Linked DNA regions of Oryctolagus cuniculus: region 1 is linked to region 2. Evidence: chromatin contacts called from public Micro-C data. All regions are on one chromosome and are shown on one strand. The core of a region is the stretch at or near the end of the contact, and the rest is flanking DNA. Distances in the headings are between cores, read along the strand shown.

Region 1 (5,631 bases), core at 2,434-4,933, 160 kb before region 2:
GGAAGAGGCAGAAGTGGAGCCTGTGTGGGCCTCCTTCGTTTTGTTCTCGGGACACCCACTTAGCACTCATCTCGGCTTCTGTTCCAGGGCTCAGGAGCAAAGTACGGGGCTGCTGAGCGGCCTCCGGATCTGGCACACCCAGCTGCTCCCTGGAGGCCTCCAGGGCCTCATCCTCAACCCCGTCTTCCGCCAGAACCTCCGCGTCGCCCTTCTCGGTGGGTATGTCACTTCCATCTCTTCCTAAGCCAGCCCAGGGGGACAGGTAGTTCAGCTGCCGGAGGGGGAGCTCCTGGGGGGAGAGGGAACTCCTGGAGGGGAGAGGAGACTCCTGGCGGGGAGTGGGGCTCCTTGGAGCCTTGCGGGGCCCACCTTTGAGAACTCCTTTAGGGAGAAGTTGAATCAGATACAGCTGCATGGTGTAGGAAGTGTCCCCTATGCATGGCCCTTGAGGTAAGGGTGGAGAGGGGGCAGACAGGCAGCAGGGAACAGAGCCAAGGTTCCTCACCTCTTGGTGCGTCCTGGCCTTAGGGGGAAGGCCTGGTCTGATGACACAAGTCAGCTGGGACCCGACAAGCATGCCCGGGATGTCCCCTCCCTCGACAAGTACGCAGAGGAGCGATGGGAGGTGAGGCCCCTGGGGTTCTGCGGTTCTGCGCTCGCGCCGCTGCATCTGTGGCTCGCAGAGGCATCAGCCTCTGTGTTGTCTTCTGCTCTGCAGGTGGTCTTGCACTTCATGGTGGGCTCCCCGAGTGCGGCCGTCAGCCAGGACTTGGCCCAGCTCCTCAGTCAGGCTGGGCTCATGAAGAGGTGAGCAAGCTGGAGGTAACGCGACTCCCTGCTCTGCCGTCTCTTTGGGTCCTTGGTAAATGGTGTCTGGAGTGGGACCAGGTTCGAGGGAGTTGACTGCAAAAGCAGAGCTGGGTCCAGCAGAGCCTAAAGACACCAGGCGGGAACCGGAGAGCGCTGCTGGCGGTGACGGTCCTTCCCTGCCTGTCCCCATCACTGCCCCCTGCGTCTCTAGTGCCGAGCCAGGAGAGCCCCCCTGCATTACCTCCGCCGGCTTCCAGTTCCTGCTGCTGGACACGCCCGCCCAGCTCTGGTACTTTATGCTGCAGTATCTGCAGACCGCCCAGGTGAGGAGGCCTGGGGCCCACCCCCCGCTCGCTCTGCCCAAGAGTCTGCCGCCCACACCGGTCTTCCCCTGCTCACACCTGCTCCCTCCTAGCTCTCTTCCTTGTCCCCCCTCCTCTCCCTAGAGCCGGGGCATGGACCTCGTGGAGATTCTCTCCTTCCTGTTCCAGCTCAGCTTCTCTACTCTGGGCAAGGTAAGCCAGGGGCCGAGGCGGGGAGGCGGGGGTGGCAGCAGGCTGTGGGCCGTGCAGCGAGAGCGTAAGAAGCAGAGTGCACGCCGGGTGACCAGACGTGGGGCAAGGAAGGAGGAGGAAGGGTGACGGGCTGGGCTGGGAAGGGTGCTGTGGACGCCGCCGGCCACTGTCTTTTCCTCCAGGATTACTCTGTGGAGGGTATGAGTGACTCCCTGCTGAACTTCCTGCAACATCTGCGTGAATTTGGCCTCGTCTTCCAGAGAAAGGTGTGAGCACCCCGGCCCAGGCCTTCTGGGGAGGAAGCAGGGTGCTGTGTCACCTTGGCCTGCGAGAAGAAGCGGGGGTTCCAGGGCAGAGGCTGGAAGCAGTTGGGTCCATTGGGGGAGAGGAGTTGGGCCTTGAGATTCTGTGTACAGATGGGAGCTGACGTCTCAGAATAGGAAGTGGGGCGGTGACACCTGACACAGGGCCTCTGCCTTTCCAGAGGAAGTCCCGGCGCTACTACCCCACGCGCCTGGCCATCAATCTCTCATCTGGCGTCTCTGGGGCTGGGGGCACTGTGCACCAGCCGGGCTTCATTGTTGTGGAAACCAACTACCGGCTGTATGCCTACACAGGTGAGGCTGGGCGAGGGCCCCTGGAGAGCAGGCTGGGAGGGTGCAGGAATGCGTCTGTGTTCACGGTCACTGGGCAGTGCATGGAGCTCTCGGCCACGTCTTGTCACACTGGAGGGACGAGCGTGCCCGGGAGCCGGGGCCTCACCCGCTTGTCCTCTCCCTGCGTCAGAGTCGGAGCTGCAGATCGCGCTGATCGCCCTCTTCTCCGAGATGCTCTATCGCTTCCCCAACATGGTGGTGGCGCAGGTGACCCGGGAGAGCGTGCAGCAGGCCATTGCCAGCGGCATCACGGCCCAGCAGGTATCCCCGGCACTGGGTCTGGGACAACAGGCAGTGGTGCGGTGTGTGAGCAGAGCGCTGGGCACGCGAGGCGAAGTCCAGCCTGCAGGAGTGGGAACGGGCAGACCCCTCGGGGGAGAACACAGAGGGACTTGTGTCTCGGCACCACTGCCTGGCCGCGGGGGCTGGGCTTGCTCTCTCCTCCCTGATTCCTCTTCTGGTGAGTGACAGCTCTCACCTCCCTGGGCTGCTGGGAGCACTCAGCAGGAGAGCAGAGCTAAAGCATTAAGCTCAGAGCCTGCCTAGCAGTAAGTTGATCAAAAAGTAGTAGCTGTGGCTATTTTAAAGAAAAAAACAAGTTAATGGAAAGGGCAGACTGCAGACTTGACCAATAGAGAGGCTGTGGGCGGTGCAGTAAGGGTAACAACAGGTGAACAGGGGTGGGCGGAGCCGACAACAGGGAGGTGGCCCTGGGGCTTTCTAGAGAGAGCGGCTGTGCTCTGGCGACAGTAGGTTCAAGCCCTCTCGCCATTCTTGTCTGTTCTCAGATAATCCACTTCCTAAGGACAAGGGCCCACCCAGTGATGCTCAAACAGGTAAACACAGGCACCCTGGGCACTTGGCAGTGAGATGGCGGGAGAAGTCCCCCCAACCTGGGGACCAAGTGCAGGGCCAGTGTCCCTGAAACCCCTCAGCCAACTGTTGTCCCCGCAGACCCCCGTGCTGCCCCCCACCATCACGGACCAGATTCGCCTGTGGGAGCTGGAAAGGGACAGGCTGCGGTTCACGGAGGGTGAGTGGCGCTGGGCACCGGCATGAGGGACGGCAGGCAGTTCAGCCTTGACGGGCTGAAGAGTTCTCCACGCATGTCACCTTGTGTTTCCTGCACGGAAAGCTGGCAGGCCACTTGATTTTGGGGCAAGCGGGCACTAGTCAGTAGACGTCCCCAGTCAGGGCAGTCTGGATTTTGTGGGAGCTGGGCACACACTAGTGTCAGGCTGCCACGGGGGGGACCCCCGCCTCACGTGCTCGCCCTCCGCTCCTGCGCACCCCAGGCGTCCTGTACAACCAGTTCCTGTCGCAAGTGGACTTCGAGCTGCTGCTGGCCCACGCGCGGGAGCTGGGCGTGCTGGTTTTCGAGAACTCGGCCAAGCGGCTCATGGTGGTGACCCCGGCTGGGCACAGCGACGTCAAGCGCTTCTGGAAGCGGCAGAAGCACAGCTCCTGACCGGACGCGGGCGGGCGGCGGGCGGGGCGGCCCCACAACTCAGGTGTTTTTTTTTATTTATGCATCGGGACTTTTCTTGTTCAATAAAATCGTGAAAGTGAGCCCCTTGGTCCCGCGCGCCTCTCTGCAAGCCTTCGCCTGTTCCCGGCGGCGAACTCGCTCCTCTCGCGCCGGCAGCCATTGGACGCGGCGGCGGTGGGGGGCGGGGCCGAGGGAGTGGCCGTGCACGCGCAGTGCGTGAGGGGCGGGCGGTCTCTGCGCGCAGCGTGATCGCCGGCCTGCTTCCAGGGCCAGCTTCGCTGGTGCCCCGCGTCCCTGCCGCCGCCGCGGGGCGCCCTGGGATAGCGGCGGGGTCGCCGGTGAGCGCGCGCCGGGGCGGCCCGGGGGAGGTGGGAGGGGCTGCGGGGCCGGGGCTCACGGGGAGGGGTGGCCGGGCCGCGCGGGCCGGGGACGCTGCGGGCGGAGACCGCGGTGGGCCCCCTAGGGCGGCTTGTAGGCGCTGCTGGCCATCGTCTCCCCGAATCCCCGAGTCTTGCCCCTCCGCCATGTCGCAGAGAGGCGTGGGCGCGGGGAGAGAGACTCAGACCTTGCCCGACACGAGCCCGGGTCTCCGGGGGCCAGGCCGCTGGCCCTGTCTATACCACGCGCTCTCGTCCACCGGCGGGAGGCGTGGTGTTGGAAAATACTTAGGAAAACTGGTGCGAGCGCGAGGCTTGCAGTGAGGGCTGGGGGCGTGGCCCGGGGGCTGTGCCGCTCCCCGACTCCCGCACCCTCTTCACGTGCGCCGTCTCTCCGGAACAGATCTTGACCCCTCTCCAGACAACTCCCGATGCCTCATTTGCCTCTGGCCTCTCTGAGACCCTCGCTCTGGGGTCTGAGGCCCCCACGGGGCCTCCGCAGCCTCCATCCCCTTTCTACACAGTCAGAGCCCCATCATGGACCTCCCGTCTCCCGGAGGAACCGAGAGGCCAAACAGAAGCGCCTGCGGGAGAGGCAGGCGGCGCTGGAGGCCGGGACAGCCGGGAAGGGCCAGGTTAGGGGTGGAGCACCTTGACCCCAGGCCCCTGAGACGGGTGGGAGGGGGCTAGAGGAGGCTGGGCCGGGATTCCAAGCCCCTCCTGCTGCCTCCTTTCAGTCACCTGCAGAACCCAGGAAGGCCTGGAGCCCTAAGGAGGTGGTGCTGTATGAAGTCCCTACGGAGCCCGGGGAGAAGAAAGGTAACGGTGGCGTGCAGATTCGGCTCTCCCGCTGTCGCCAAGGTGCAGCCGGGAAGGAAGTTCAGGAGGTAGTGGAGCTCTCCTCTGCTTCCACAGATGTGTCGGGGCCCCTGCCTGCTGCCTACAGCCCTTGCTACGTCGAGGCTGCCTGGTACTCGTGGTGGGAGCGAGAGGGCTTCTTCAAACCAGAATATCAGGTGAATACCTGGGAGGGAGTGGTGCTCAGTGGTCCCTGAGCAGGACAGGAGCCTCTGAGTCCCGCTCGCCCCGTCCAGCTTGTCTGCTTCAAGCCTGTGGTGTCCTGCAGATTTCCCTTGGCAGGTTCCTCCTCCCTTCCCCGTCTTTCCTGTTAGCTGCAGGGCAGTTCCCTAAGATGCTGTCTGCCTTGAAGACGCCAGAGGGTGCTGTTCCCCCAGCGAACGGCCACCCTCTCTTGCCTTTGCCTCTGCCTCCTCCTAGGCCCAGATGCCCCAGACCACAGGGGAGACGTTTTCCATGTGTATCCCGCCCCCCAATGTCACTGGGTCCCTGCACATCGGCCACGCACTCACGGTGGCCATAGAGGATGCCCTCGTGCGCTGGTGAGAGGGGCGTTCCCGGAGGGGCTGTGGACCGTGGGCGGATGGGTGCCCAGGGCTCAGGCCAGGATGCTTCTGTTGCAGGCACCGCATGCGAGGGGATCGGGTGCTCTGGGTCCCTGGCTCCGATCACGCAGGAATTGCTACACAAGTAGGCCCTGTCCCCGCTCCCTTCTCGGGTGAAGACGGTCTCTTCCCCACAGAGGAGCCTCATTCTGTACCTGCTCCTGATCCTGCAGGCTGTGGTGGAGAAGCGGCTGTGGACGGAGCGGGGAGTGAGGAGACACGAGCTGGGCCGGGAGGACTTCCTCAAGGCCGTGTGGCAGTGGAAGGCGGCGTGAGTGCCAGGCAGGGCTGCAGGGGCTGGGATGCCAGGCTGCGGCCCTG
Region 2 (5,587 bases), core at 665-3,164:
GCTGAAGACACAGAGAGGGACCATCCTTGTGCCTACAGCAGGTGGCTGGAAACACGAGGGTACTGCAAAAGGCTTACAGAATGAGGGGATTAAAAGACAAGTTTACTGGGGCTCGTCCTATGGCGCAGTGGGCTGAAGCTCCAGCCTGCAGCGCCAGCATCCCATATGGGTGCTGGTTCGAGTCCTGACTGTTCTACTTCTGACCCAGCTCCCTGTTAATGAGTCTGAGAAAGCAGTCATGTGGGAGACTGGGAAGAAGCTCCTGGCTCCTGGTTTCGGGTTGGTCAGGCTCCAGCCATTGCAGCCCTTTGGGGAGTGGACCAGTGGATGGAAGGTCTCTTTCCCTGTCTCTGCTTCTGCCTCTCAAATAAATAAATAAATATTTTTTAAAATTTAATCATTTATTTGAGAGGTAGAGTTACAGAGAGAGAGAGAGAGAGAGAGAGAGAGACAGAGACAGAGAGGTCTTTCATCTGCTGGTTCACTCCCCCAGTGGCCACAATGGCCAGAGCCTGACCAATCTGAAGCCAGGAGCCAGGAGCTTCTTCCTGGTCTCCCACATGGGTGCAGGGTTCCTAGTGCTTGGGCCATCTACTGCTTTCCAAGCCATAGCAGGGAGCTGGATCAGACGGGACTTGAACCAGCACCCATATGGGATGGTGCCACAAGCAGAGGCTTAGCCTACTAGCCACAGCGCCGGCCCCTCCAATAGCGTTTCAGGTTTTTTTTGTTTGTTTGTGTTTTTTTTTTGTTTTTTTTTTGTTTTTGTGTGTGTGTGGTTTTTTTTTTTTTTTTTTTTTTTTTTTTTTTTTTTTTTTTTGCCAGGCAGAGTTAGACAGTGAGAGAGAGAGACAGAGAGAGTTATAGACAGTGAGAGAGAGAGACAAAGATCTCCCCTAACAGCCACTACGGCTGCCACTGCAGCCAGGAGCCGGGTACTTCCTCCCGGTCTCCCATGCGGGTGTGGGGCCCAAGGACTTGGGCCATCCTCCACTGCCCTCCCGGGCCACAGCAGAGAGCTGGACTGGAAGAGGAGCCACCCGGACTAGAACCTGGCGCCCCAACCGGGACTAGAACCCGGGGTGCCGGCACCACAGGAGGAGGATTAGCCAAGTGAGCCACGGCGCTGGCCCGTTTTATCAGTTTTGACACCTATGATACCTATCTGCCTTCACTAGCAAGCTCTGCTTTTAAGAATGCCACATCTCAGGTCCCACCCTCAAAGAATTTGAAGACAGGACGCCAACAAGGTGCTCTATTTCTAACTTAGAATCCCGCCCAAAGGTCTTGAGGAAACAGCCTTGAGTCAAGCCTGCTTCGAAGCGCTGTGATTCCCCACACCCCGGGAGTTTGCCAGCGTGTACGCGCACGAGGAGGGGAGGGGCAGTGATGACTCACGTAACCGCGCCCCGTGCACAGGCCGGTACAGAGGGAATTCCAGGCGAGCGAGTCAGCATCGGCAGCTCCGAACACAGGGTGCAGAGCCAGAGGCACGACTCGCAGAAGTTCATGGGGACTGCCCAACGCCCCGCGGCCCCTTCGGGATGTGTTCCCTTAGCGTCAGCGAAGCCAAGCGCCGCCCCCAGGGAGTGTCTCCCGCAGAGACCACGGCAGGCCCGGTGTCGCCCTGTTCCGATTAGCAGTCACCCCCCGTGCCTAGCCGCCTGCACTTGACGCCCAGTTCGTGAGTGGAGCTGAGCGAGAATGCAGAGCTGGATTCTGAATCACAGACGCTGCAAATTGTCTAAGAAGCAAACACCAGGAAATGTCACGAGTGGTGAAAACCCGCCAGTGGAAAAATATGGATATGGTACCCTTGTTAAATGGACAGGATTGGGGATCTTTATTAGAATACATAGTCAGCTTGCAAAAGGAGCTGTGTAGGGGCAGGTGCAGTGGCCGCCAGCGAAACTATGGAAACCGTATCCATGGCAACAAACGGCCTGGTCGGTTGAGAGCCGGGACTGCCGGCGTCTACCCGAGGCAGTGTCTTGCTGCGCCCCCTGGTGGTGGCGCCTGGGCAGCGGCCCGTGGAGCGAGGCGCGCCCCTCCCGGGAACCGATCGCGCTCCTTAGCCGAGGCTGGGGGCCGCGCACCCAGTGCTCTCCGGCACCCAGGCACCCGCCTTGTCCTCACTCCAGGATCCACTTGCCGGAAACCTGCCACTGCTTTAGGCACAGCTAAAAAAGGAAAGCACAGTGAAGCGAACCGGTGGAAGCAGCGACTGTCAGGGCGCCCTCAGGTGACAGGCGCCCAGTGGGAAAACAGCGACACGATTTCTCCGTGAGCCGCGGGCCACTTCTGCAGACATCTCTCATTGAGGAAGCCCGCGGCTGCCCCTTCACCGGCTCGTGCTTGCTAGCCGCACAGCAGCGCTGCCCTAGCGCCGCACGGAGCGCAAGGGGCCTGCCCCGGGGGCTTGTCCCCGTGACTAGGGGTTTCCCCTGACGTCCTGGACCTCAGTGATGCTTTGACCCTGAGTAGGTTCAGAACGAACACTGACGCCAGATAATGTGTTTGAAAACCCAGGTTCTAACCAGGTATTGTCCTTTAATGGAATCTCTCTCTCCCCCTCTCTTCCCCTAAGATTACCCATTCATTAAGAGGATATCTCCCATTGATTGCCTGTCTTGCCTAGATCATGGTTCAATCAGGAAATAGCTACTTTTTTTCCCATAGTGCAGCCCTCAAACCATATGCAATGTCAATCAAAATAGCCAAGTAGCTATGGAAACAGCCCATGTGGCCATCAGCGGTCCTGGCCTTGCTTCCCACCTTTGGATTGAGAAAGTTCCAGAGTTTTCTTTTCTCCTCACTGTTATGTGTTAATCATGATTATTATATATGTATGTGTGTGTGTGAATTTTTTACACTAAAATAAACTTATCTTTTAATTCCATTTTCCTTTTCTTTTTTTTTTTGTTTTTTATTTTTGGCAGGCAGAGTGGACAGTGAGAGAGAGAGACAGAGAGAAAGGTCTTCCTTTTGCCGTTGGTTCACCCCCCAATGGCCGCCGCGGCCGGTGCACCGCGCTGATCCGAAGCCAGGAGCCAGGTGCTTCTCCTGGTCTCCCATGGGGTGCAGGGCCCAGGCACTTGGGTCATCCTCCACTACACTCCCTGGCCACAGCAGAGAGCTGGCCTGGAAGAGGGGCAACCAGGGCAGAATCCGGCGCCCCAACCGGGTCTGGAACCCGGTGTGCCGGCGCTGCAAGGCGGACGATTAGCCTGTTGAGCCGCGGCGCCGGCCAAATTCCATTTTTCCACAAACTTTTTGAAATACCTGCACACACGTCTGATGCAGGGACAGAGTTTAGGGAACTTAGAGGCAAGAAAACTGACCACTTCTCATAGAATAACCTGGAAAATATTCTTTAACCCTGCTGGAGTATTGTTGGTCAGAGTCGTATCCCAGAAATCCTGCCTCAAATCTCTGCCAGGGGACTTCAGGGAGTGTAATTTCTGTTGCTGACAGAGAGAGTTATACCTTTGCTTAAGAGCTCGGCTGGAGCCACGTGGGAGACCTGGATGAAGCTCCTGGCTCCTGGCTTCTGCCTGGCTCAGCCCTGGCTGCTGTGACCATTCGGTAATGGACCAGCAGATGGAAGACATCTCCCCGCCGCCTCTCTGTAACTCTGCCTTTCAAATAAATAAATAATAAAAAGAACTCAGCTGGACAGCAGCAGGCCTGTTGCCCCAGGAAAACTGAGGCCCTCCCCCCGGGCTCCCACCTGGGCCACCTCGCCCGAGACGCCCCGCAGGAGGCCGTGCAGGAGCCCCTGAGCGGGGTGTCCGCCCCGGGAACGCAGATCTGAGCGAGCAGATGAACAGCAGCCACTCTCCCAGGCCTCACTGCAGCCAGGCACACTGCTCCCTAGCCACATGTGGCTCCAGCAGATACAGAAAAAAGCAAAACAGGTGCACCCAGTCAGCTGTGGCCGACAGGAGCTCCCGAAGGGAGGGAACCTGGCCAAACGCCAGATGCTTGATTTTCCATACTGACTGAAGGGGTAACAAAGTAGAGGTAGAAAGCGTTTGCCACAGTTATTATTCTGTAACAATCAGTACAGCGACTGTGTATCTTGTTTAGTTATCCAAACACCTCATCTCTTAAAACCCTTCCTGGTTCAGGCTGACGAGCCACATCACTGGGGCACAGGGATTAGACCGGAGCTGGGATGCCGGCATCCCACAGCTGGGTGCCTGGGTCTGACTAATGGCTCCGCTTCCAATGCCAGCTTCCTGCAGATGAGCGACCCGGGATAAAGCCGGCGAAGGTGACGTTCCGGCCACCCATGTGGCAGATCTGGAGGGAGTGCCTGGTTCCTGGCTTCAGCCTGATCCAGTCCTGGCTGTTGGGGGCATTTGGGGAGTGATCCAGTAGGCACGAGACTGTAGTGCATTCTCACCTTTCAAATAAATGAAATAATTGTTTATTACAAAAGCGAAGCATTTAAAAATAAATAAGTAAAACCCATAGCACCTGCTCCTCATGCTCCATGGCAGTGCCCTGCATCTCATTTACTTAAAAGCATGCTTGGATTGCCCGGATGGTCCTTCATTATTAAAGTATTGCACACTCTGCACTGCGTGCTTGCTGAGCGGAGGTTGAACCTTGCCAGTGAGAAGCTGGGAGCCAAACTGAAAGGCAGTAGGATCCGAGAAAAGCTTGCGTAGACCGCAGCGAGGCTCGGCCAGCGGCGGAGGCCGTGCCCGGCTCCGGGCAGGGAAAGCGTAACCTGAACACCTGCGGGGTAACAGGGCGCTGGCCGTGCAGTGTCCCCACCCCAAAGCTGGATCGAGACCCCACTGCAGAAGCTGTGGACGAGCCCTCCGCATGCAGGGGGCTTCCCGCGGGTGCCTGGGCCAACGCCAGTCCACAGGGGCAGAGCGGAGGGGGCGGGGCCGCTGGGCGCCCACTCACTGCGTGCAAGGCCTGGGACGTGCGGCGTCCACGCCCGCCGAGGGAACGTGCATGCGGTCGGTACACAGCACCGCAAGTGCCTGCCCGCGCCCATGACGGGCTCCGCGCACGAACCACCAGTCAGGACGGAGCGCGCATTAGAAGCGGTTAAGTTGCCGCTCCGGGCGCCCACATCCTGCGCTGGTTAAGTTGCTGCTCGGGACGCCCACACCCTGCACTGGAGCGCCCAGGTGGGGGTCCCAGCTCCTTCGACTCTGCTTCCTGGGAAGAGAGCAGGTGGTGGCTCCAGTGCTGGGGCCCCGGCCACCCACGTGGGAGACCTGGATGGAGTTCTGGGCTCCTGCTTTGGCTTGGCCGAGCCCTGGATGTCGCAGGCATCTGAGAGTGCCCCAGTGGACGGAGGACCTCTGTCTGCCTTTCAAACTAAATAAATAAATAAAATGTACAAACAGAAAGGAATCCCGCACTGAGGCTCAGGCAACCAACACAAAAGTTTCTTCCTGACGTGTTCCGCCAGCGCCCTCTACTGACAGAGCTCACGGCTCCATGACCGAACTGCAATTGGCAGGTGGATTTCCGTGCACAGGCACTGACTTGCCTAACAGTCGTCATGCGATGAAACCCACCGGCACGAAAGACAGAGACTGAACACGCAAGGGTTAAG

The links. Hi-C and Micro-C count contacts between places; a contact is called where the count stands out from the background.
Region 1: a contact with region 2 is called in a Micro-C map of ear pinna, with 8 times the contacts expected there. The contact joins the promoter of VARS2 here to the enhancer-like site in region 2. A contact is called at or near these places in 3 of 6 Hi-C or Micro-C datasets (ear pinna, psoas muscle and an unstated tissue).

Annotation. Positions count from the first base shown.
Region 1 is chr5:139,552,184-139,557,814 of mOryCun1.1, reverse strand. VARS2 (valyl-tRNA synthetase 2, mitochondrial) reads left to right here and starts at 3,683. Exons shown (of 30, transcript XM_051854872.2): 1 at 3,683-3,808; 2 at 4,251-4,482; 3 at 4,585-4,666; 4 at 4,763-4,863; 5 at 5,126-5,247; 6 at 5,329-5,395; 7 at 5,484-5,581. The coding sequence starts at 4,279. GTF2H4 (general transcription factor IIH subunit 4) reads left to right here. Exons shown (of 14, transcript XM_051854875.2): 4 at 88-219; 5 at 529-625; 6 at 719-807; 7 at 1,022-1,133; 8 at 1,257-1,325; 9 at 1,508-1,591; 10 at 1,810-1,942; 11 at 2,112-2,242; 12 at 2,770-2,817; 13 at 2,936-3,014; 14 at 3,277-3,550. The coding sequence ends at 3,449.
Region 2 is chr5:139,392,003-139,397,589 of mOryCun1.1, reverse strand. No RefSeq gene overlaps it. Among named protein-coding and RNA genes, the nearest start is that of MUC22, 17 kb to the left of the region's middle. Within about 2 kb of position 1,914, at least 5 of the 8 cell types and tissues checked have an H3K27ac peak or open chromatin away from gene starts, as enhancers often do. A contact at or near this core is called in ear pinna, where this site is marked.